7 separate regions of the Mus musculus genome follow, and regions 2, 3, 4, 5, 6 and 7 are each linked to region 1. Evidence: chromatin contacts called from public Hi-C, HiChIP or PLAC-seq and promoter capture Hi-C data. All regions are on one chromosome and are shown on one strand. The core of a region is the stretch at or near the end of the contact, and the rest is flanking DNA. Distances in the headings are between cores, read along the strand shown. Region 1 holds the start of Echs1 (enoyl Coenzyme A hydratase, short chain, 1, mitochondrial). Region 2 has its middle 21 kb from the start of Ifitm6. Region 3 holds the start of Ifitm3 (interferon induced transmembrane protein 3). Region 4 holds the start of Pwwp2b (PWWP domain containing 2B). Region 5 holds the start of Ifitm2 (interferon induced transmembrane protein 2). Region 6 holds the start of Cox8b (cytochrome c oxidase subunit 8B). Region 7 has its middle 17 kb from the start of Olfr541.

Region 1 (2,850 bases), core at 217-2,716:
TGTCCCTAAACTCAAGAGAATATTAGGCACCTAACCTCAACACCAGTCCTGGGTTGTTAAATAAATTGTGTTTGAGACATTTCATTTTGGAACTACTGTCATGGTTGCTTAGCCTATGCTAACACAGAGACCTGGAGCAAAGGTTTGGTGGTGGTCTGTTTCTGTTTATATTCTATCTTAGTCTTGAAATAAAGTTTGCTGACTGTTCTATTCTGGTTTGGATTGTTTTCTTTAAAGTATTGAGAATCCAAACCTACTCCATCTTGGGACCAGCCTCTATCTAAAAGAAAAAAAAAAAAAAAGCCTGAGAACTTGACCTACAGAAGAACCCAGGTTGTACCCACGTACCAGGAAAGACCCCATGGCTTGTCCTTGGCCAGCGTTACTCTGTAGCTACTTCCTAACAACAGTAAAACAAAGACTAGCCTGATTGTTTCAGATGCACTTTCAGACCCTTTGTGACTGAATACAGTCGGCTTACAATAGACCTTCAGTTAGATACTTTCCAAGATGGACACCCCCTCTCTTACCTTCCATTTCTTGTAAAGCCCTGTCCAGATGAGAGTTCAAGGCTTCTCTGCCTTCCCTTCCTGTCCTGCTGTGTCAGGGTTGAGTTGGAGGAGAGGGCCCAAGCCTGAGCCTGTAATAGAGACCCTAATACTATTACATCGAAAAGGCTCCTTGGTGGACTTTTGGGGTTCACAAACTTCCCGGCATAACAGTATCAAGCTTGCTTTTGTCTGGAGATTCTGTCCTTTATCTCTATCCTAGGGTTTGCAGGACCAGGGCAAGAATACAAATGAAGGCCTGATAATACTTGCTAAATATTTTTAAGTTATAATTCAAGATAATTTACGTGAACAAAACATTGGCTTTCTTTTAAATTTATGTGAAATCTTCTCATCTTGTAAAATCACAGCTATTTCTAACCTGGTGTTATGAAGCTAGTCAGTTGTCATGTAAAGAATACCTCTGGAGCAGGGTATAATGGCTCATGCCTTTAATCCAAGCATTTGGAAGGCAGAGGCAAATGGATCTCTGTGAGATTGAGAAACAGCCTGGCCCATAAGGAGGGTTCCAGCCAACCAGGGCTATGAAGTAAGACCCTCACACAAAGCTAAACAAAACCGTCTTGCACTTTACCGCTTTATGCTTTATTACTGTATCTGTGATCGCGTCTTCCCGTAGTTTTTCCCCTGGTCAAGAACGAAAGCATACGGCCATCACAGGGGAAAGGGCACAGCCATGTCTCCCAGTCTGGCTTCGTAAACCGGGCACCCGCCAAGGGCACACCACCAAAGTGATGCAATTAACAGACTACTCCAAGAACCGCAGCCCAGCACCCCACGCTGCCCCACCCCGCCCTCTGTACCAGCCCGCTCAGGTCACGGGTCCACCCCTTAAGCTTCCGTCTTCATCCCGCCTGGGATCTGGGGCGGAGCGATTCTGCAGGCGGGGCGATTCTGTGGGCGGAACACATCGTCTCTCCGCCATGGCGGCCCTGCGTGCTCTGCTGCCCAGAGCCTGTAGCTCACTGTTGTCCTCAGTCCGCTGCCCAGAACTACGGCGCTTCGCCTCGGGTGAGTGCGGACACCGGCGGGGTGCGTCACCCCACCCACGTTGGGTGGTTTCTCCACCCATAACCTCTGGGTGGTCCCTAAACCCCGGCCTGCACGCATCCTCACTTGATCCTGGCCCTTCTCTCCTAACTCTAGATCTTTTGTCTGACCCCCTACTTCCACAAGCATGCACTCCCAACACTTGACTCTGAAGTACCTGGACCCTGGATTCGAGTACGCATCCCCACACTAAACCCAGATTTCCTGCAAGTGACCACTGACTCTAGCTTGGTGATCTTCCTTCTGAGCCTCCAACTCCAGCGCTCGACTGACCCCTTCCCAATTCCTTACCCCGTTCCCCGCTCCTCAGTCTGACCTTAGTCTCACCTTACAAGCCCAGCCAGATCCTAGCACCTCGAAGCCATGTCTAGTGGGAGGGCTCTGGGTGTAATAGCTTCTCAACGCTCGAACTTTTATGAGTGTCAGCTGGGAACATGCATGTTGGTTGTGAAATCCCATGTGTTTAGGTAGCTTTAAGAGAATGTGAAAGTAGGTTAAGTAAGACAGCCTGGGTATTGGGAAAGGTTTGTCCATAGTGCCTCCTGTCTAGTCTCTGCTGTTTCCACAGTCTCTCCTGATCGTGTCCTTCAAGCCACCCAATCAGCGTAGCCCATACCGACACACCCACTTTCCTTCCTAGCCAGCTGAATAGTTCCTCCCTTCCCACTCCTTGGCTCAACTCCTCTACAGACTTCTAGTACTCCACTGTGAATTTTTTTTTAATATTTTTTATTTAGTATTTTCCTCATTTACATTTCCAATGCTATCCCAAAAGTTCCCCATACCCTCCCCACCACTCCCCTACCCACCCACTCCCACTTTTTGGCCCTGGCGTTCCCCTGTACTGGGGCATATAAAGTTTGCAAGTCCAATGGGCCTCTTTCTGTTGATGGCCGACTAGGCCATCTTTTGATACATATGCGGCTAGAGTCAAGAGCTCCGGGGTACTGGTTAGCTCATAATGTTGTTCTACCTATAGGGTTGCACCTTTAGCTCCTTGGGTATTTTCTCTAGCTCCTCCATTGGGGGCCCTGTGATCCATCCAATAGCTGACTGTGAGCATCCACTTCTGTGTTCGCTAGGCCCCGGCATAGTCTCACAAGAGACAGCCATATCTGGGTCCTTTCAGCAAAATCATGCTAGTGTATGCAATGGGGTCAGCGTTTGGAAGCTGATTATGGGATGGATCCCCGGATATAGCAGTCTCTAGATGGTCCATCCTTTTGTCTCA
Region 2 (2,850 bases), core at 146-2,645, 920 kb before region 1:
GGAAGTTGTGTCACTAGAGGGTGGGCTTTGAGGGCTCAGAAGCTCAAGCCAGACCTAGTGACACAGTCTTTTCCTGCTGGCCAAAGATCAAGATTTAGCACTCTCAGCTACCTCTCTAGCACCATGTCTGCCTGCAAGCCACCATGCTTCCTGCCAAGGTGATAATGGACCAAACCCCTGAGCTGTGAACCAGCCACAGTTAAATGTCTTTGTTTATAAGAATTGCTGTGGTCATGGTGTTTCTTCGTTGTAGTAGTACCCTAAGTAAGACATATGGCGAAGAAAAAGTTACTACCCAGCGCTAAATTTTGTCTGTGATAAAATATCCCGACAGAAACAACTCAAGGACAAAAGGGTTCATCTTGGTTCACAGTCCCAGGCTACAGTCCTTCACAATGGGGAAGTCAAGGCACCCAGAGCTTGAAACAATCTGGTCACATTATGTCCACAGTCAGTAGAAGAGAATAACAAATGTAAGCAAGCCAGTGCCCAGCTCACATTCTTGGTTCTAGACAGTCCAGAATCTCTAGCTCAGGGAAGAGTACTGCTGACAGTGGGTCGTTCCAACATCAACCAGTTTAGCTAACCCCTTCATTGACTTTCACAGAACCTGAACAGCCTTGTGCTCAGAGTCTTGTTTCTCAGGAGATTCTCGGTTGTGGTAAGTTCCCTTCCTGGTTAGGAAACTCCTTTCTTTCAAGATTAAGATATTGGAGAGAATGTATTATATATTATAGATATATTGGGAGTCAGTGTATATGTTGGCTGTAAGGTTGGAAACAAGTGTGCTTTCAAGAACCCACGTAAGAACAATTCGTTCTGCTATTGGGAAGTTGTGTGGGTATGAGGATGTGGCTTCTGGTCTGTAGGCTTGCGGGTGGGGGGGGGAGGGGGGGAGGGGGGGAGGGGGGAGGGTGGGTCCCTTTGAAGTACAGCATATCATACTCTGTAAGGAGCTTGTTCTAGGGAGTTACCAGTCTGGGGCCTTTTGCAGGGGATAATCTAAGATATGAGCAATGTTGAAGGAGATTTGAGGATGTAGAGTTCGTAGGGAGGAGTGTTGTGGGGATGAGGGATGATGCACTGTTCATGTACTGTTGCGGCCGGCCAGCGGCCCACGTGTCTGGGTTCTAGTCTGGAAGGCATCTTGGAATCTGGAAGAGAAGAGGGGGCTAGGCGGCGCGAGATAGATGGAACCAAGACAACCGTCTGATCAAGGTTCGATTTTACTATTCCAGACACTGGGTTATGAAGAAGGGGAAGGGGCCCATTCCTGCCAAATCATCCTACGAGTCCAGTTGCAGGTGACCACGTGTTTGGCTCCGGAACAGCTAGGCAGCAGGCAGCAGCAGTGGGAGTGGCAGAATGATAGGGCGGCAGGCTCCACCACATGCTCTCTTCCCGATAACAGTGAAACCTGAGCAGCCAGGTTTCAGGCTGAGGCGGGGAGGTTACAATGCACAAGGTTGGGATTTAATAAGTAAGCATGGAGAAGTCGTACCCTAGATAGGGATGCCTTAGAAAGCATGGTGACTGATGAGAGCTTTGAGTAAGTCTGTACTGAGAACGAGGACGGGGCCGTGAAGCCAGATTTTCTTTGTCTCAGTGGTAAGTGGTACAGTTGCAGTCAAAGTTCCAGAGGCAAGGTGGCCAGCCTTCGGTCACCATGTGTAGAAGTTTGGCTGCTACATATAGGCTGTAGAGCAATTTGTGTGTCGTCGTCCCCCGCCCCGCCCCCTGCCATTGGCAGAGTATAGTAAAGGTTTGTCCTTGGTTAGTATGTAAAGACAGAAGGGCTTGTGTAGATATGGAAGAGGCAGGTGAAAAACCGGACTTAAGTAGGTTTATGGAACAAAGAAGGGTTTGGGAGACAAGAGTGGCTCTTCCAGGGCTCCCTTAGTGGCTTCGTAAAGAGGCTGTGCAGTGAGGGAGAAGTTGGGGATCCATATATGGAAGAAGTTAAAGAGATCTCCTAATGCAAGAAATTCACACTTGGTTTGTGAGGTAGGTGGCATGGGTCTCACAGAGGCCACTGCTACTTGACAAAGGTCCAGCACATGGACATCACAGACCACAGTTCTCCACCATCCTCGACTTTCATCTTTGACGATTCTCACTATGCATTATGGGAGTTTCCTTGCGCTTTTCTCCTTTGGGGTATTTTGTGTGAGCTGTGGTAGAAAATGTAAGTGTGTACAACGGCAGTCTCTCTAAACCAAATCATTGTTGGGAAGAAGTCTCCGCCACAGTGGAGCCACACAGAGTGATGACTCGGAACCCCTATTGTGCCCCTCTGTTTGCACCCAGAAGAGAGAAGTTAAAGATTGACTAACTGAAAGATGGTGCCAGAAACTCCTGGATACACCTGGTCCCAAGGATGAAAGCACACAATGGGAGAGGAAAACAATGGGCCCAGACCCAGAGCCCGAGGCCTTGGCAGCTGAGGGCAGGAGTACAGTTAGTAAGTATAGGGCAGTGCCCATGATTGATTCCCTGGGCACATGACTTACAGCATGAATGGCGAGGTCTGGTCTGCCCCATGAGAAGCAGATCCTGAGAAGTTAGACTGGCTTGATCCCCTCTGCCATATGCAGGAGCAGGCACTGAAGGAGTCAGGATGGTGTGGCACAATGGAAAAAGAGTAAGAGATCAGGACCTTCCCTTTGCAGAGCTCAGGAGGAGAGCATGCCCATATTGTAAGACTGAGGCACAAAGGAACACAACTAGGAAACAGCTCGATGCTTATCATGCTACCTGGTGCAAAGGCTGCCTCAGGCCCCCTGAGGACTGAAAATTGCTCTTATGGGTTTATTTCTCAAGACTCCATGCCTGGCACCTCCTGACCACATA
Region 3 (2,850 bases), core at 112-2,611, 890 kb before region 1:
AAACCACTCTACCTAGCTTCCCAGAGGCAGACTTTTTCAGAGATGTTGACTAAACCAGCACCAGCTAATAGGACTGCAAAGAAGGGAGTCTGTAGGAGGTGCTGATGTCTCTGTGAAGAACTCAAGAAAGATAATGAAATGAGTGGAACCTAGAAACTAGAGCAGCCCCAGCTCCCAAGACTCAGGGCACTAGGAAGGGTGGGTGCTGCAGGGCACCTTGAAGGAGATCTCTGTAGTAGCCTGGTCCTTCCAGTGCCACCAAGATAGAAAGTGGATGCAAGTCCTAACAAGAGAAGCCAGGCCAGATGTCCCTGTTATCACTGAGTCCTTCAGTATGATCAGGAGTAGCTTTCCTGGTCACAGCCCTCACCCCACCAAGCGTTTGAGAAAGCGTCTCTGGTAGGACGAAGGTCCTCTCGGTGACCATGCCACTAGCACTAATAAATTTTGTTAGGGCAGGAGGGAAAAAGAGTGGCTGTAGCACCAACAGGCCAGCCCAGGACCATGAGGTCAGAGCCAAGTGACCGAAGATCATTTAGTTCTAATACCAAAGTCCAGTGGTTGATCACACTTAGGGCACTAGGGCTCTGCAAGGAGAGAGACACAGAGGCGTGTTAGCATTTTGTCTAGGCTCTGCCCCACAGTTATCTGGCAACAGCTGGGTGTGCCTGACTCACACTAAAAGGGGCTGCTCCCCCCCTTACTCTCTAACCTTCCTGCACCTGCTTCCCCCTCCTCATTCCCCACTCCCTCCGAGTGCTCATGGCCAGCCTCTACTTCTCTGTTCTCTCTCTCTCTCTCTGCCTTTCTCTGTCTCTACTACCCTCTCAACCCCCTCCCCATGAATAGAGAATAAACTCTGTTCTATGCGATACCACCGTGTGGCTGGTCCCTCAAAGGGAAGGGACGCTTCAGCGTGGGCCTGCAGAGGCCCCCCCTCCCCCAACATATGACTGCATAGCCACCGAAGATATTCCTTCTCTCTCCTCTTTAAAACACAAGAAGTACCGTTCATCCCACCTGTCTATGAAGCCAGGAGAACTGGCGTTCATAGTGAGAGGCTCTCTGGGCACTCTTTATTGCTGAATAAAGAATAGAGGGTTCTTTGGGGCCTGGCTGGGACCTTGATAAGGAACAGTGAGGTTCTGCAGCTGTGAGCGTGAGCTTGGTTGACTCCAGGACCCCTCACTCTTAAACACTGAGGTTTGGGCCTTGGGACAAGTCCTGACTTGGGCTCCTGGCCTGGAAGTTCCCCTGATTCACAATCCTTCCTGACATCCTGCCCTGGAGTAATTTGATCCGCAGGCTTTTTAGATCCCCGCCCCTCTGAACCCAGAGCAGTTTCATCAAGCCAAAATTCAGGAAAAGGAAACTTCTGAGAAACCGAAACTGCCGCAGAAAGGGCAGACCCGCAGCGCGCTCCATCCTTTGCCCTTCAGTGCTGCCTTTGCTCCGCACCATGAACCACACTTCTCAAGCCTTCATCACCGCTGCCAGTGGAGGACAGCCCCCAAACTACGAAAGAATCAAGGAAGAATATGAGGTGGCTGAGATGGGGGCACCGCACGGATCGGCTTCTGTCAGAACTACTGTGATCAACATGCCCAGAGAGGTGTCGGTGCCTGACCATGTGGTCTGGTCCCTGTTCAATACACTCTTCATGAACTTCTGCTGCCTGGGCTTCATAGCCTATGCCTACTCCGTGAAGGTGAGTGTGCTAGAATGGGGGGAGTGATGGTGTAAAAAGGTGTGTGTGAACCTGAAGCTCCATCTACCCAGATGGCACCGAGGTATGAGTGTGGGGTCCTTTGTTTAAAATAAGTTTGTGTTCATTCTTCTGTGGTGTGTGTGTGTGTGTGTGTGTGTGTGTGTGTGTACACGTGTAGGCTTAAAGGCTCTCTGGGGGCAGACACAGGGTGAGGCTGCCTGGGGATTCTGGAGTCAGACTCTTCCAATGCAGAGATGCCTATAGCACCTTCACTCAACAGACTGGGATTCTAGCCTGTGTGGAAAATGTTCAGGAGATTCATGGGGAACAATAGCCTACAGTGGGGTGAACAACAAGTGCTAGGGCCTCCTGGATGATCAGAGGATGTAAAATGTTCCTGACCTAAGATGGGGAGATGCAGTCCACAGGGAGTACGTCAGGAAAACTGTCAGAGCATCTGCCTATCAGCTCCAGGGCCACTGACCGTGTCTATCTGTTCTGCTCCAGTCTAGGGATCGGAAGATGGTGGGTGATGTGACTGGAGCCCAGGCCTACGCCTCCACTGCTAAGTGCCTGAACATCAGCACCTTGGTCCTCAGCATCCTGATGGTTGTTATCACCATTGTTAGTGTCATCATCATTGTTCTTAACGCTCAAAACCTTCACACTTAATAGAGGATTCCGACTTCCGGTCCTGAAGTGCTTCACCCTCCGCAGCTGCGTCCCTCCTTGCCCCTCCCTACACGCAGGTGTAACACTCATTTATCTATCCACAGTGGATTCAATAAAGTGCACTTGATAACCACCATCCTATGACTGCTTTTATTCCTCCCACCCCTCTATCTTCCTTGCTCTGAGGTGGACATGTAGGTTATCCTCAATTTGGCAGTAGTCTCTGGCCTGCTGTTGTGGACATTTGCTGGCCAAAGTCCTGGATGGTATTTGGCTGCTTCAGGCAGGGAGAACTCAAGCTTCAACTGGCCCTGGCCCCACATTTCCAGGGCACCCAGTCCAGTTCAGAAGTGGAGGACCAGGTCTGGGTCCGTATTCTTCTGGACGAATACTCTGAACCAGACAAGATGGTGTCAAAAGTTCCATGCCTGCTTCCCGGGGGAACCCTGGGCTGATCCTGTCCAGGATTT
Region 4 (2,850 bases), core at 99-2,598, 870 kb after region 1:
TAGGACTACTCTCAGCCAATCTTATCTTGAGCACTGGAGCCTGAGAACTGGGGAAATGCGGGTCCTCTGCTGCAGACTCTCTAGGGAGAGGCCAGAGCAGGCTGCACAGGTTGAGCAGGGGTGCAGCCAGACCTGCCTAGGGAGGAGAGGGCAGCCATCAGCAGGGTGGGGGATGGCTTGCCTTGGAAGCTTTCAGGTGGCTATTCTGCAGCCCCTGAATGTCACCCCATTATAGGCACTCCCTGTACTAACCAACAAGAGAGGGGCACCAGTCACACGGGAGGCCATATGTTAAGTCACATGACTTGTGCATAAATGGCTTCTGGCACATCTAATGAAGACATAATGTCAGCAGGGTAACTGTCGAAGGAGGAAGGGCTCTGCTCTGTGGTGGGAACCCAGGGAAATCCGGGCTTTAGGAAGGGAAAAAGTTGGGTCTTTGAAAGCAGAGCCCTTTTCTGTTCCTAATTCCAGAATGAAGCCTGGCTGGAGCAGAAGAGTCACAGCCTGATTAATGCCTAATCATTTATCAGGCAGTGACAGCGCAGTGCCATGTGATTCTGGGTTCAGGTGGCTGTTCTGCGCTGCAGAAGCCCCTGCAAAGGGTATACAGGTGGTCTCAGGAGCCAAGCCCAATGCGCCCCTCCAGTAGAGGCACTGGCCCTGGAACTTGTATCTTCCACTCCCCCGCAAGGCGCCTCGCCCACAGCAGTGTTTCTACACCCCGCAGTCTCGCAGCTGGTCTCCACCAGCCACTCCTATAAGCCTTGGGCTTCCCCCCTCTTGTGACAGGTGAGGCCATAGCTTAACTGACCCCCTTAAACGAATCACGATTCTACAAACAGTCGAATTCAACAGTGCGTCTGAACAAAGAAAAGTGCGTTAATTATGGCAGATGTGCGGAGTTTCAGGCAAGGCTTCCCGTGCGTCCCGGCCGGCACCGCAGCCCCTCTGCGGGGCCGCACGCTCTCCTGCCCCGAAAGTCACCGCGACTTTGGGAGAGAGCCACTTTCGCACCCAGACCGGCGGCCAGCTGGCGCGCCTCGAAACCCCGGCCCAGCAGAAACTGAAAGCGGACGCCGGGCTTTGCTGCTCCTCTCGGAGCCTGCATTGGAACCTTGAATCGGTGGAGGAGTGTCCCGGGAGATTCCGAGGAGTCCCGGGCCCGCGACCCTGCCCCGCTCACTTTTTCGTGCAATCCAGCAGGATTCCGGCGAAGCTGCGCTCGCCACAGCTCACGGTGACCACCAGCGCGCCGTTGACGACCTGTTCCACCCGCACCGGCAACCGGCAGCCGGCCCGCGGCTCCATGCTCCCGCCGCCTCCGGAGGCCGCCCCCGCCCGCCACCGCCGCCGCCGCCGCCGCCGCCGGGTCAGCCCCGCGTGACGCCGCCTGACGTCACAAAGCTCTGTGTGCCGGCCGCCACCGCGGAGCTAGGCTGGGGCGCGCGGCCGCGGGCTGCGCTCCCAGGAGCCGGAGGGCGTGGGGCGGTCCGCCCGCAGCGTGCGCCCACAGCCGGCTCTCAAAGCTGGGCTTGCAACGCATTGCGGGGGCCCCACCGGGCGGGGAGAAGGGTTCGTTAATCTTGACGCCACGCAGGCTTGGAATGCCCCCTAGGAGGCCTTGCCAGGAACCGAGGGGTAGCGGGGACACTCCCCGGGTCCAGGCCCTTCCCCCACTCTGCTTCTCTGGGTTCCACCCCGGGCCCCACCTCCTTCCTGATCCTGTCCCGGGGCCACTCCCTGAGCCCGGCGCAGCCTGGGGCCCTTCCCCCATGTAGTCTGGGGGTCCCCTGTCTACCAGTTTGTGCTAGAGGACCCCGGCAGCGTCTTCTACGCACGACTCCTGTGTCCACTTGGTACTTGAAAAAGTCTGTGGACACGTGTATTTGAAGCGAATCAGGCCTGGCAGAGGAGACTCCGGGTGCCGAGGGACACCAATGGGGCCCTTACAAGAGGCCTAGTGTCACCCTCACTACAGGGCTACCTGGCACTGGGCTACCCAGGTGTGCTCGGCGCCTCCTAGGAGACTATAGTGCTCCGGTCTGTTTGAGAACCTCGCAGGGCGCGGGGCTGGCCAGCACTAGTGTTGGCAGGATTATTCTATCCAGAGCTCTTGCGTCTCCTGGGACTACTCGCTGCAGCACTCCTCGCTTAGTGTACAGTATGAAGAGCCACCTCCCATGAGCAAGAGCCAGGCTCCCCGGGCGTGTGCAACCGGGCCCGCGAGGGCAGCCTGGCCATGAGTGGGAGGTGGCGGCGCCCGGCGGACGGCTGACCGCCACCCTAGACCTCCTCCGGTTTCCGCAAGCACTTGCACTCTGAATCCGGATTCGGAATCCATAACTGACTGCCTCCAAGGGTCTGTCACGTTGCAATGACCAATGGCGTCTGTGAATCGGGCCCCTAAGGCTGACTTGCATCGCCATGACCCTGCATTGGAGGCACCAAAAGGGCAGAGAGGTACTGACCACGGATCTACCAGGCCCATGTCCTTTTCAGCTGGGGAGTGGAGTTCTTGCCCTGCTGGGACTTGCTTCAGGGCTGCTACCACTGACGCCGCCAAGGACAGCCGAGGCCGCCCTGGCGCCACTTTACCTTGCCTTAAGGCTACACTAGAGCAGATGAGAAAGTCTGGGCGGAGTCCAGCTGAGGGGCAGTCCCCCTCCCACAAACGTCTGTTTTCCTCACTCCTTCTCTCCAGAGCTGGGTGCTGCAGATTTTGGAGGAAAAAAAAAAAAAAAAACGCTGGCTACAGGAACCATTCCCAGCTCAGTTCCAGGTGGAGGGCTGGTGGGAGGCTGCCCACTCGCTCAACCCAGATACTAAGCATCTGTGCCTGAGTACTGG
Region 5 (2,850 bases), core at 202-2,701, 840 kb before region 1:
AGACACCTTACCCCACCCTCTTTCCCTTTAGCCCCTGGAGGCTGCTCACCTACTTCTGACCTGAGAGCTGTTCATAAGGCTTATTCAGGTTTAGCATATATCAGAGCTTTCCTTTTTCATTTGCCAGTTGATAGACATCTAACCTCTGTCTGTTGCCTGTCGTTACGAATGCTGCTGTAGACATGAGATACAGGCATACAGGATACGTATAGACATGTGTTCATTCTCTTACACACGAGAAGTGGGATTCTGGGTTGTAGCTTCGATCTGCCCACTGCCTGCAAAGCCTGCAGCATCAGTGGTGTGGTTTCTTTGCTTCTAAACTACAGTGCTTCCTAATGGGTATGAGCAGTGTGCTGCTGGGGCTTTGATCTGCATTTTGCTAATGAGCAAGAATGTGGAGCCTGTTACCCATTGTGCCTCTTCTAGAAGAAATGTTGAGTTCCCCTTTCGTTCATTTTTTTAAAATTTTTACTTACTACTTTTTATTCATTTATTTAAGACAAGCTGTCATGTAGCCCAGGCTGGACCTTGAACTGATTCTCCTGCTGACCTTTCCCAAGTGCTGGGATTACAGACATGTGACCTGCTCCAGCTTTTGAGGCTCTGATCGATGGTGATGGTTGTACAAGTAGAGGCGAACAAGGGCTCTGTAGTTAGACTCACTGATCTCCTCCTTGCTCCATTCTGCCCTGTGGGATGAAATTTGGGTGCTGGGGGTGGGGGTGTGAGGTTACTGAATGGGTTCAAGTGTCAAACGATTTGTGTCCTTCACCACCAGGGAACTTCCCTTGTTTCTAGGACGCTCAGTTCCCTCACTGCTTCTGCCGGGAAAGACTCGGAGTTCCCTGTGTAGCCGTACTCCTACAGGCTTCATTTTAGCAATGGCTGTTTCGCAACTGGTAGGAAAACATCTGCCTTCCATAAGCTCCCCGGCTGCAGCCAAGTGACTGGAATTTTCCTTCCCTAGCTAGCCAGGAGCATCCAGGCCCTGTGCTGGAAGGCTCCTCCTTCCCCAACTGACAGCCAAAGAAACATTGAGTTGCAGATCTCCCCAGCCCCCACCTGCAACAGATTAGTTTAGGGGTGTGTGTGCTTGGGGTTTTTTAGAGGAGGCCCTCACTGTGAGGCCAGGTTTAGGGATGTACCAGGGGTGTGAGAGCAGGGGGCTGGGGAGACTAGATCTGGGGAGAAGTTCTAGTATGCCTACTGTAAGCAGGAGGTGGAGACCTTCAGACAAGTTTTAGCCCTGGGACAAGTCTAGATCCCTGGAAGTTTATACAGAGGTACCTCAACAGTCAACTAGTCCTGAAGTAATTTGATACTCAAGGCCTAAGTACCGCCCACTTCAGTATCCAGCCAATTCCCCACAGTAAGGCCCTCTGGAGACTAACCCACCAACAGGAAAAGGAAATTGCTAGAGAAAGGGCGGGTCTACAGAACCAGGATAGCAGCAGCCATCCTCCAGACGGGGCGATTGTTCCAGAGTCAGTACCATGAGCCACAATTCTCAAGCCTTCTTGTCCACCAATGCCGGGCTTCCTCCAAGCTATGAGACAATCAAAGAGGAGTACGGGGTGACTGAGCTGGGGGAACCCAGCAACTCAGCTGTTGTGAGGACCACCGTGATCAACATGCCCAGAGAGGTGTCGGTGCCTGACCATGTGGTCTGGTCCCTGTTCAATACACTCTTCTTCAACGCCTGCTGCCTGGGCTTCGTTGCCTATGCCTACTCTGTGAAGGTGAGTGTGCTAGAGGGGGTGGGAGGGAATGGTGTAAGAAGGTGTGTGTGAGCCTGAAGCGCCATCTACTCAGATAGCACCGAGGTGTGAGTGTGGGGTCCTTTCTGTAAGAAAGTGTGTGTGCACCCTTCCTATTTGTGTGTGTGTGTGTGTGTGTGCGTGCGTGCGTGCGCGCGCGCGCGCGCGCGCACTGTCTGTCTCTGGTGTTGGAGACTTTCTGATAGTCACAGGATGAAACTGCCTGGGGATTCTGGGGCCAGACTTTCCCCACCCCTTCACCCTTTAGACTGGGGCCCTAATCTGTGTGGAAAGTGAGGTATGCAGCGAATGCTGGAGCTTACTGTATAGTTTGTGTTTGTGTGTGTGTGAAAAGAGGGGAGGGTTTCCCGGCTGGAGGGAGTGAGACAGTGGGCAGGGAGCAGTTGGGGAAATGGAGCCAGAGCACCTGGCTCTCAGCTGGCCAGCTCCAGGGCTCCTTACATCTAATTTCCTTCAGTCTAGGGACAGGAAGATGGTGGGCGATGTGGTTGGAGCCCAGGCCTACGCCTCCACTGCCAAGTGCCTGAATATCAGCTCCCTGATCTTCAGCATCCTTATGGTCATTATCTGCATCATTATTTTCTCTACCACCTCTGTGGTAGTCTTTCAGTCTTTTGCACAAAGAACACCCCATTCTGGATTCTAGCTGCCCTGTGCTCCACGGTCCACATCTGCCCCGCCCCTGCCCCGCCCCCAGGCTCAAGCCTCGACCCTTTACCCTACGCGTATGCAAATGTTACCTTCACCTATCTGTCCACAGTGGATTCAATAAAGTGCACGGGGTGGCAACTCTGGCTGTGACTCACTGTTCTCTGGTTCTGTACCGAGCTCACCTTGCATCCTTTTTGTCTGAGGAGAGCAAGTGTCGTTAACTTGTCAGGCTTCTGGTCTCCAGATATGGGCAGCAGCCGACCTGTGGGTTTTTGCCTGATCCAGGCAGAGGGGATCCGAGGATCATCTAACGCTGAGGCCGTGCTCCCGGGGGTCCCAGGAAGGGTGCAGAACTTTGGGCAAAGGAGGCTCCGGCCTAGGAGTGAAAGACACCCGGAGTCCTTTACTTTAGGGGAAA
Region 6 (2,850 bases), core at 196-2,695, 780 kb before region 1:
AAGATAACCCAGCTTTTATTACCTAGTCTAGGTTAGGCCTGGTATATGATACAGTGTATGATCATCCATACATCCTTACATCTTCTTGCCCAACTGACTACCCACGCACTTATCATCCATACATCCTGACTGCCTACCTCGATGAACATCCTGCTAAACCAGAAACTGCTCTAAGTCCTAAAGACTCAGCGGAGAACGTGGAGGTCCTACCCCTCACAAACCTTCTCCACTAGTCAAGGGAGCACATGGCGGAGCAAGATACACTTCAGACGCCATTTGTGACCTGAACAGATATGAGAGAATAGAAGGGGGTGACCAGTAAAAAGCGCTAGTTGTGTGCTGACAGTGTTATGGATGCCAGTCAGGCCTCGGAGGCTGTGGGGAGACAGTGCATGCAGCCCGTGGGAGGAGGCAGATCATAGGCAGTTATGTAGGCTGCTTTACAAGAATTGTCTGAGGCAATGTGTAGAATCCAAAGTAGAAGTGTTTGAGGTTAAAGTTTGGGAAGACAGGGAGCAAATCTCTGGGCTGTGGTGCTACTGGTGTGTTGGAAGTGGAGTATAAATTCCAGAGCAAATAAGAGACTGCTGCTGGAGAAGGACAGAACTTGGCCCTGAGGTGGGCAGAGCCTTTGGTGGTTAGTCTGTCCCGATCACAGTCGGTCTCAGGTGACTGAGAAGCAGGCAGTGCTAAAGCACAGGCGGTCCAGGGCCAGGAGGTCTGAGCCAGGAGGTCTGGAAAGACCAGATGGAGACCCAAGAGCCTGAGGCTGACCCGAGGTCAGGAAGAGACTGAATGAGACAGAAGGACACCCAGCAACTGAGCAAGGCTGACAGTGCGGGGAAACTGCCCTTTGCGTTTGGTAGGAATCAGCTGGGATAAGAGGACAGCTGCCTGGGGACAGAGGAGAGGGGCCCATGGGAGGGAGAGTGGGGTCTGCAGGGTGACAGTCTTCCAGGGAGCAGGATAACACAGCACTAACACAAGTCTGGGGAGAAACGGACAGCACACTATCTGTAGAGGCCTGGGTGCTGGGGCTCACCCAGCCTGGTGCCTTGACTGGGGACAAGGGTCTGACCCCAGACATAGTTCCTGCCCACAGCTGACACTCAGAACGTGCCTGGTCTACACTCTACTTCTGTTCCTTTGCAGCAACCAGGTCGCAGGACTTCAATGCAGGCTCTGTATGTATTGTTTGGTTGATACCCCAAGAGTTAAGGTTTATTTTTTTAAAGTATACCACATCTCTTGCATTTTAAAGTCTGACTTTCCTGGGTTTGTCCCATTGAAGTCTCTCTCTGCAAAGAAGTAAATCTTGTATGGAAGGGCCCTACACGTTGAGGGGCTCACAGCAGGCTCACAGGACAGACTGGCTCTCTCCCAGTTACCAGCAGCCACCTTTCTGCCAAGTCTTGTGACAGGAGACAGCTGCAGCTCTCCACCCCAGCTATAAAAAGCCCCAGCTGGCTACCTAAGTGGTCAGAGGACGTGCAGCGGACATTCAGGGTGCCTCTTTGGGGCCAAGGAAGGAGTGCGACCCCGAGAATCATGCCAAGGCTCCCCCCTATCCTGCGGCTGCTCCAAGCGCCTGCGAAGTTCACAGTGGTTCCCAAAGCCCATGTCTCTGCCAAGCCAGCCAAAACTCCCACTTCCGCCGTGGTAAGTAACTTCTGAGGCGGCATTCCCTGGGCTTCAGGGCAACAGGGAAGATTAAAGTGATAAAGGAGAGGGGAGGACGTGGTGCTAGGTATCAGGGTTTTATGCAAGACCGTGTCTGGGTGCCAGAAGAGGGCTCTGGCACCACTGCCTGTGGGCCAGGCTCTCAGGGGCTACAAATGGTGGGGTGGGGACTGTCCTCGGGCCTCTCATACCTCTGGCCAAGGTCGACAGTGACAGAACTAGGGGGCAGAGTTCAAGTAGGATACAGGACTCCTATCAGGATGTTTTTATTCCACTATTAAGGGGAAAGGTGGGCTGCTCTGAGGGGGAACTAAAATAGTAGCAAACCTGATAAAACTGGACATATAAAGTGTGTCTACCTCACATATATAAAACACCCAGGTCCTGCGGTCACACACAGAGCTACTCAGCCCAGACTAAGATCCCCATTCTATGCCAAATTTGCTTGAACTCAGGACTGAGGTCAACAGGAAGGACTGGTTTCCGAATGAAGTACTGACAGCGTTAGGAAGACCTGGGCGCAGGCCCTATTTAGAGGGAACTCGGGGTGTCCGTGCAGTTGATACCTCAGAATCTGCTTCTCTACCTAAAGCTACTGAGAAGACAGAGCGCCTGATGGGGGTCACCACTGCTCACGAGACACACAAGGCAGGCGTCTGACCTTACCCGGTTGGCTTCTGAATGGGACTGGTTTCTGAGAAAGGCCCAGTGTTTGTTTATAACAATGGAAACCTTAGCTGTTCTGCATAGCACCCTGGAACCTAAGACCCGACAGGAGCTGAGTGAACCTCTGCCTTACTGGGAGCTGCTTCAGCTAGGCAGGATCTTGGGCTCTGAAGCCCAAGGCTGTTTCTCCTGATTTCTGAGGTCATTCTCCCTGCTAAGGGCTCCAGGCTGCCAAGCTCGGACACAGCAGAGCCTGCCTGCTCACAAGCCTGCCTAGAGAAGCCGAAGGCAAATGGGGACTATGGCTGCCAACAGAGAGGAAGAGCAAGGGAGTAATCCCCAGCTGGAGGGATGCTCCTGCCCCAGGAGTCTAAGAACAGGGAAGTTACCCTGGCCCATGGCCAGGCCTAAACCTTCTAGTGGCCAGTGGACTCATGTTTGCTTTCTTTCCACAGGAGCAGGCTGTGGGGATCTCAGCCATAGTCGTTGGCTTCATGGTTCCAG
Region 7 (2,850 bases), core at 136-2,635, 600 kb before region 1:
TCAGTGAAAGATTATCTAGATTACAGTAGTTAAGGTGGGAAGACCTGCCCTAACTATGGGGCATCACTATTCCATGGTCTAGAGACCCAGACTGTATAAGAGAAGAAAGTGAACTGAGTATGAACACTCATTGCTCTCTAATGTGGATGCCATGTGTCTATGTGGCACTTCTGCCATCACGTGTTTTCTGCCATGGTGAGCCAAACCCCAAACCTTTGTTATGTTGCTCCTGTTAGTTTATCAAAGCAACGAGAAAAGTTAGCTCATCCACTAACAGCGTGAGTAATTGGGAAAGAGTGATATTGACCATTGGGACAATAAAAAGGAGTAGTGGTAACTAAGCAAAGGCTGAGAGAAGCCAAGCTCTGTGGCGGTGTTGCCCTGGAATATTAACCTAGATGGGAGAAGAGCACGTCAGGAGCCTGAGGTGGTGGTTCTGAAAATGAGACATTTATTGATGACCCACAGACCCCTGAGGCCCAACCAAAATAACACAGCAGGGCCGACAATACAGTGCCATCACCTATGACTGAAGGCTCTTTTCTTTATTATGACAGCTGCCTCTGTACTCCATGGAGCTACTCTCAGTAAGGCAAGTGTGAGAGGAGCATAAGCCTGAAGGGCAGCTTGTGCATTTCCATCTGCAGCTTAAAAAGTTGCACACGTCTCCCATGGCTTGTAGGGTCTTATTTCCCAGTGTATAGATGGGCAGGTTCAAGGTAGGGCTCAGGACTGTGTACAGCACTGAAGACACTGCTACTTTCCAGGATGTCGTTTAAAGGGGTGCTGACACAAGCACAGAGCATGGATAAGCACTGCACAGGCTACTGGGTAGTGTGAGGTTGAGTTGCAGCCACAGGACTGTAGGGTCAGCAAGAAGTTGATACCTCCATAGAAGTCTTTGGCCATGAGAATCATGACGCTGTTTGCAGCCACATTATCAGACCAGTGTGCACAGATGCATTTAGTGCTCATATGGACCACATACCCATGGCTTAGTTCCCACAGCTGTGGGCTTATCCTAAAATTACAGTGCAGGGACAGCAGATGGCCACATCGTAGTCATAGCATTGACCATGAGCAGCAGCAGCTCAGAGGATGCAGACTGGACAAGGAAGAAGAGCTGGGCCATGCACTCCTTGAAGGAGATGGTGTTTTCCTCAGACACTAGGCTAACTAGGGCCTTGGGAAGCACCGATGAGGTACAGACAATATCCATGGTGGCCAGGTTGCACAGGAAAAAAGTACATGGTTCTGTGGAGCCCAGTGCTGGACTCCAGAATGATGTTTGCTGCATTGTCTGGGAATGCTATGGCGTAGAAAGACAGGATACAGCCAAGCAGGAGCATTCACCAACTCAGCTGTTCTGAGAACCGTTGCAACATGAGCCCAGTCACTATTGTCTGGTTGGCACTCGACATTAGCACTGAACAGCTCTGGATCTATTCCTGTGTCTACAAGCCTCGGAGACAAGGTCATAGTCCAAAACTTCAATGTCCGTTTTTCATACTTTACCACCTTAAAACTTAGTCTGTTGACATAAGGGGGTGGAGTGAGCGTGTTTCTCTCTTGGCAGCTTGTCTATCCATCACCCACCCCTTCTATTTATTTTCTAAACCCAATTTCCTTCATTTATTTATTTTTTTCAGTTTCTACCTTTGAAACTTTCATTGTTTAGATTTAGGTTCTCGCCATCGTGTAGTAGAGCATTATTTATTCAGAGCCTGTCTACTCTGTGATCTGCTCCTCCCAAGTTGTACTCTGGTGATGTTGTGAAGATGAATTTGTACCCTTCACCCTCAGAGCAAACATTCTCATAACCACCGGCACCTCTTGGAAAGACATGCTGAGATGTCTCTTGTAGACTCTGTATAACCTTGTCTCCTGGGATCTCACTCACTATCCTTTCTCCGATGTGTGCCCCCCACCCCCAAATGACTGTCACATATTGGATCAGGGTCTAAGGCAGCGGAGAGTATGGTGGGTATAGATAACAAGGAGACTGTCAGAGAACAGCTCCTTTATTGAAATAGAGAGGCTATATGATAGAGCTAGACTCAGGAGAGAGAGGAGAAAGGAAAAGGGAGGAAGTATTTCAGCAGGGGCAGGGACCTTCCAAGCATAACAGCTATATTAGCAGACTGCTGGTTACATGATTTCTGAGAAGCCAGTTCTCTGGCAGGGGAAACAAAGATTGAACTGGCTTTATCATTACTTGGTCTTTGTCTTTATGGAGTTGAGCAGGCACAAGCCTGATTTGGGTAGAGATCAGCCCTACTCCCACCATGTTTTCTGAGAGCTCTCCAGGGTATGGGCAGTGCTCATCTGGTTTGGGAACCCACACTCTGGTACTTCTGTGTGCTCTCTGGTTGCTCACATCTCTCTTCATAAACTCTGATACTTCTGTATGGTCTATTCTTGCCCACATCTCTCTTCATAAACTCGGGTCTTTTATAAGCCTTACTTTCTGTGATCCATCAGTCTTCCTGGTTGATTCTATCATTACCATGATGTATCTCAAATATGTTATCTCAGGGAGCCCTCCTCTCTGTCACAGGCCCGTGAACCCCAAAGTACTCTATGGCTTTTCTGCCTTTGTGCCTGGTAACCATTCTTGACTCAACAAGCCTATGGCTCATGGCATCACCACTTCCCAGAGCCTTTTCTGTGGGTTTTATATGCACTGTTAGCAGGCAGCTCATTCCTGTCATCAGTGTGTGAGGGGGGGGATGGTGATTGTTCTTCAGAGCATGGCTCAACTTTTCTGATAATCTTATTGTTTACCTTTACCAATAATAATAGTCTTTCCAGGAAATACCTGTGCGATGACCTGAGATCATCCACTGGCCT

What was found. Promoter capture Hi-C pulls out the DNA fragments that hold promoters and counts their contacts. Hi-C and Micro-C count contacts between places; a contact is called where the count stands out from the background. HiChIP or PLAC-seq counts read pairs in DNA pulled down with a chosen protein or histone mark.
Region 2: an H3K27ac HiChIP or PLAC-seq map of embryonic stem cells shows a contact between it and region 1, with 5 times the contacts expected there. The contact joins the enhancer-like site here to the promoter of Echs1 in region 1. A contact is called at or near these places in 6 of 39 promoter capture datasets (cranial neural crest, embryonic stem cells, frontonasal cranial neural crest and 3 more), 1 of 15 datasets of contacts at CTCF or cohesin (the NIH/3T3 cell line) and 12 of 115 datasets of contacts at active chromatin or transcription factors (T-cell acute lymphoblastic leukemia, astrocytes, bone marrow-derived macrophages and 6 more).
Region 3: a contact with region 1 is called in a promoter capture Hi-C map of liver, with 6 times the contacts expected there. The contact joins the promoter of Ifitm3 here to the promoter of Echs1 in region 1. A contact is called at or near these places in 16 of 39 promoter capture datasets (the 3T3-L1 cell line, 3T3-L1-derived adipocytes, the C10 cell line and 9 more) and 8 of 115 datasets of contacts at active chromatin or transcription factors (bone marrow-derived macrophages, embryonic forebrain, embryonic stem cells and 4 more).
Region 4: a contact with region 1 is called in an HNF4G HiChIP or PLAC-seq map of pancreatic cancer cells. The contact joins the promoter of Pwwp2b here to the promoter of Echs1 in region 1. A contact is called at or near these places in 1 of 39 promoter capture datasets (pre-B cells) and 2 of 115 datasets of contacts at active chromatin or transcription factors (microglia and pancreatic cancer cells).
Region 5: a contact with region 1 is called in a promoter capture Hi-C map of hippocampal neurons, with 4 times the contacts expected there. The contact joins the promoter of Ifitm2 here to the promoter of Echs1 in region 1. A contact is called at or near these places in 19 of 39 promoter capture datasets (the 3T3-L1 cell line, 3T3-L1-derived adipocytes, the C10 cell line and 13 more), 2 of 484 Hi-C or Micro-C datasets (B cells and the HPC-7 cell line), 19 of 115 datasets of contacts at active chromatin or transcription factors (T-cell acute lymphoblastic leukemia, astrocytes, bone marrow-derived macrophages and 10 more) and 3 of 9 other capture datasets (liver, macrophages and pancreatic islet).
Region 6: an H3K27ac HiChIP or PLAC-seq map of hepatocytes shows a contact between it and region 1, with 6 times the contacts expected there. The contact joins the promoter of Cox8b here to the promoter of Echs1 in region 1. A contact is called at or near these places in 13 of 39 promoter capture datasets (the 3T3-L1 cell line, the C10 cell line, the HPC-7 cell line and 10 more), 2 of 484 Hi-C or Micro-C datasets (group 2 innate lymphoid cells and liver), 14 of 115 datasets of contacts at active chromatin or transcription factors (the NIH/3T3 cell line, bone marrow-derived macrophages, craniofacial prominence and 7 more) and 2 of 9 other capture datasets (macrophages and pancreatic islet).
Region 7: a contact with region 1 is called in a Hi-C map of liver, with 2.7 times the contacts expected there. The contact joins the enhancer-like site here to the promoter of Echs1 in region 1. A contact is called at or near these places in 1 of 39 promoter capture datasets (cranial neural crest), 1 of 484 Hi-C or Micro-C datasets (liver), 2 of 115 datasets of contacts at active chromatin or transcription factors (bone marrow-derived macrophages and hepatocytes) and 1 of 9 other capture datasets (adipose tissue).

The regions. Positions count from the first base shown.
Region 1 is chr7:140,115,037-140,117,886 of GRCm38.p6, reverse strand. It overlaps Echs1 (enoyl Coenzyme A hydratase, short chain, 1, mitochondrial), which reads left to right and starts at 1,466. Exons shown (of 8, transcript NM_053119.3): 1 at 1,466-1,580. The coding sequence starts at 1,493. It also overlaps a transcript of Paox not described here.
Region 2 is chr7:141,036,801-141,039,650 of GRCm38.p6, reverse strand. No RefSeq gene overlaps it. Among named protein-coding and RNA genes, the nearest start is that of Ifitm6, 21 kb to the right of the region's middle. Within about 2 kb of position 1,395, at least 29 of the 459 cell types and tissues checked have an H3K27ac peak or open chromatin away from gene starts, as enhancers often do. A contact at or near this core is called in differentiating embryonic stem cells, embryonic stem cells and extraembryonic endoderm stem cells, where this site is marked.
Region 3 is chr7:141,009,255-141,012,104 of GRCm38.p6, reverse strand. It overlaps Ifitm3 (interferon induced transmembrane protein 3), which reads left to right and starts at 1,361. Exons shown (of 2, transcript NM_025378.2): 1 at 1,361-1,708; 2 at 2,216-2,515. The coding sequence starts at 1,460. The coding sequence ends at 2,380.
Region 4 is chr7:139,246,980-139,249,829 of GRCm38.p6, reverse strand. Pwwp2b (PWWP domain containing 2B) reads right to left here and starts at 1,348. Exons shown (of 3, transcript NM_001098636.1): 1 at 1,187-1,348. The coding sequence starts at 1,311.
Region 5 is chr7:140,954,562-140,957,411 of GRCm38.p6, reverse strand. Ifitm2 (interferon induced transmembrane protein 2) reads left to right here and starts at 1,451. Exons shown (of 2, transcript NM_030694.1): 1 at 1,451-1,742; 2 at 2,239-2,573. The coding sequence starts at 1,497. The coding sequence ends at 2,427.
Region 6 is chr7:140,899,041-140,901,890 of GRCm38.p6, reverse strand. It overlaps Cox8b (cytochrome c oxidase subunit 8B), which reads left to right and starts at 1,445. Exons shown (of 2, transcript NM_007751.3): 1 at 1,445-1,659; 2 at 2,802-2,850. The coding sequence starts at 1,549.
Region 7 is chr7:140,719,911-140,722,760 of GRCm38.p6, reverse strand. It overlaps the pseudogene Olfr542-ps1. Among named protein-coding and RNA genes, the nearest start is that of Olfr541, 17 kb to the right of the region's middle. Within about 2 kb of position 1,385, at least 5 of the 459 cell types and tissues checked have an H3K27ac peak or open chromatin away from gene starts, as enhancers often do. A contact at or near this core is called in adipose tissue, hepatocytes and liver, where this site is marked.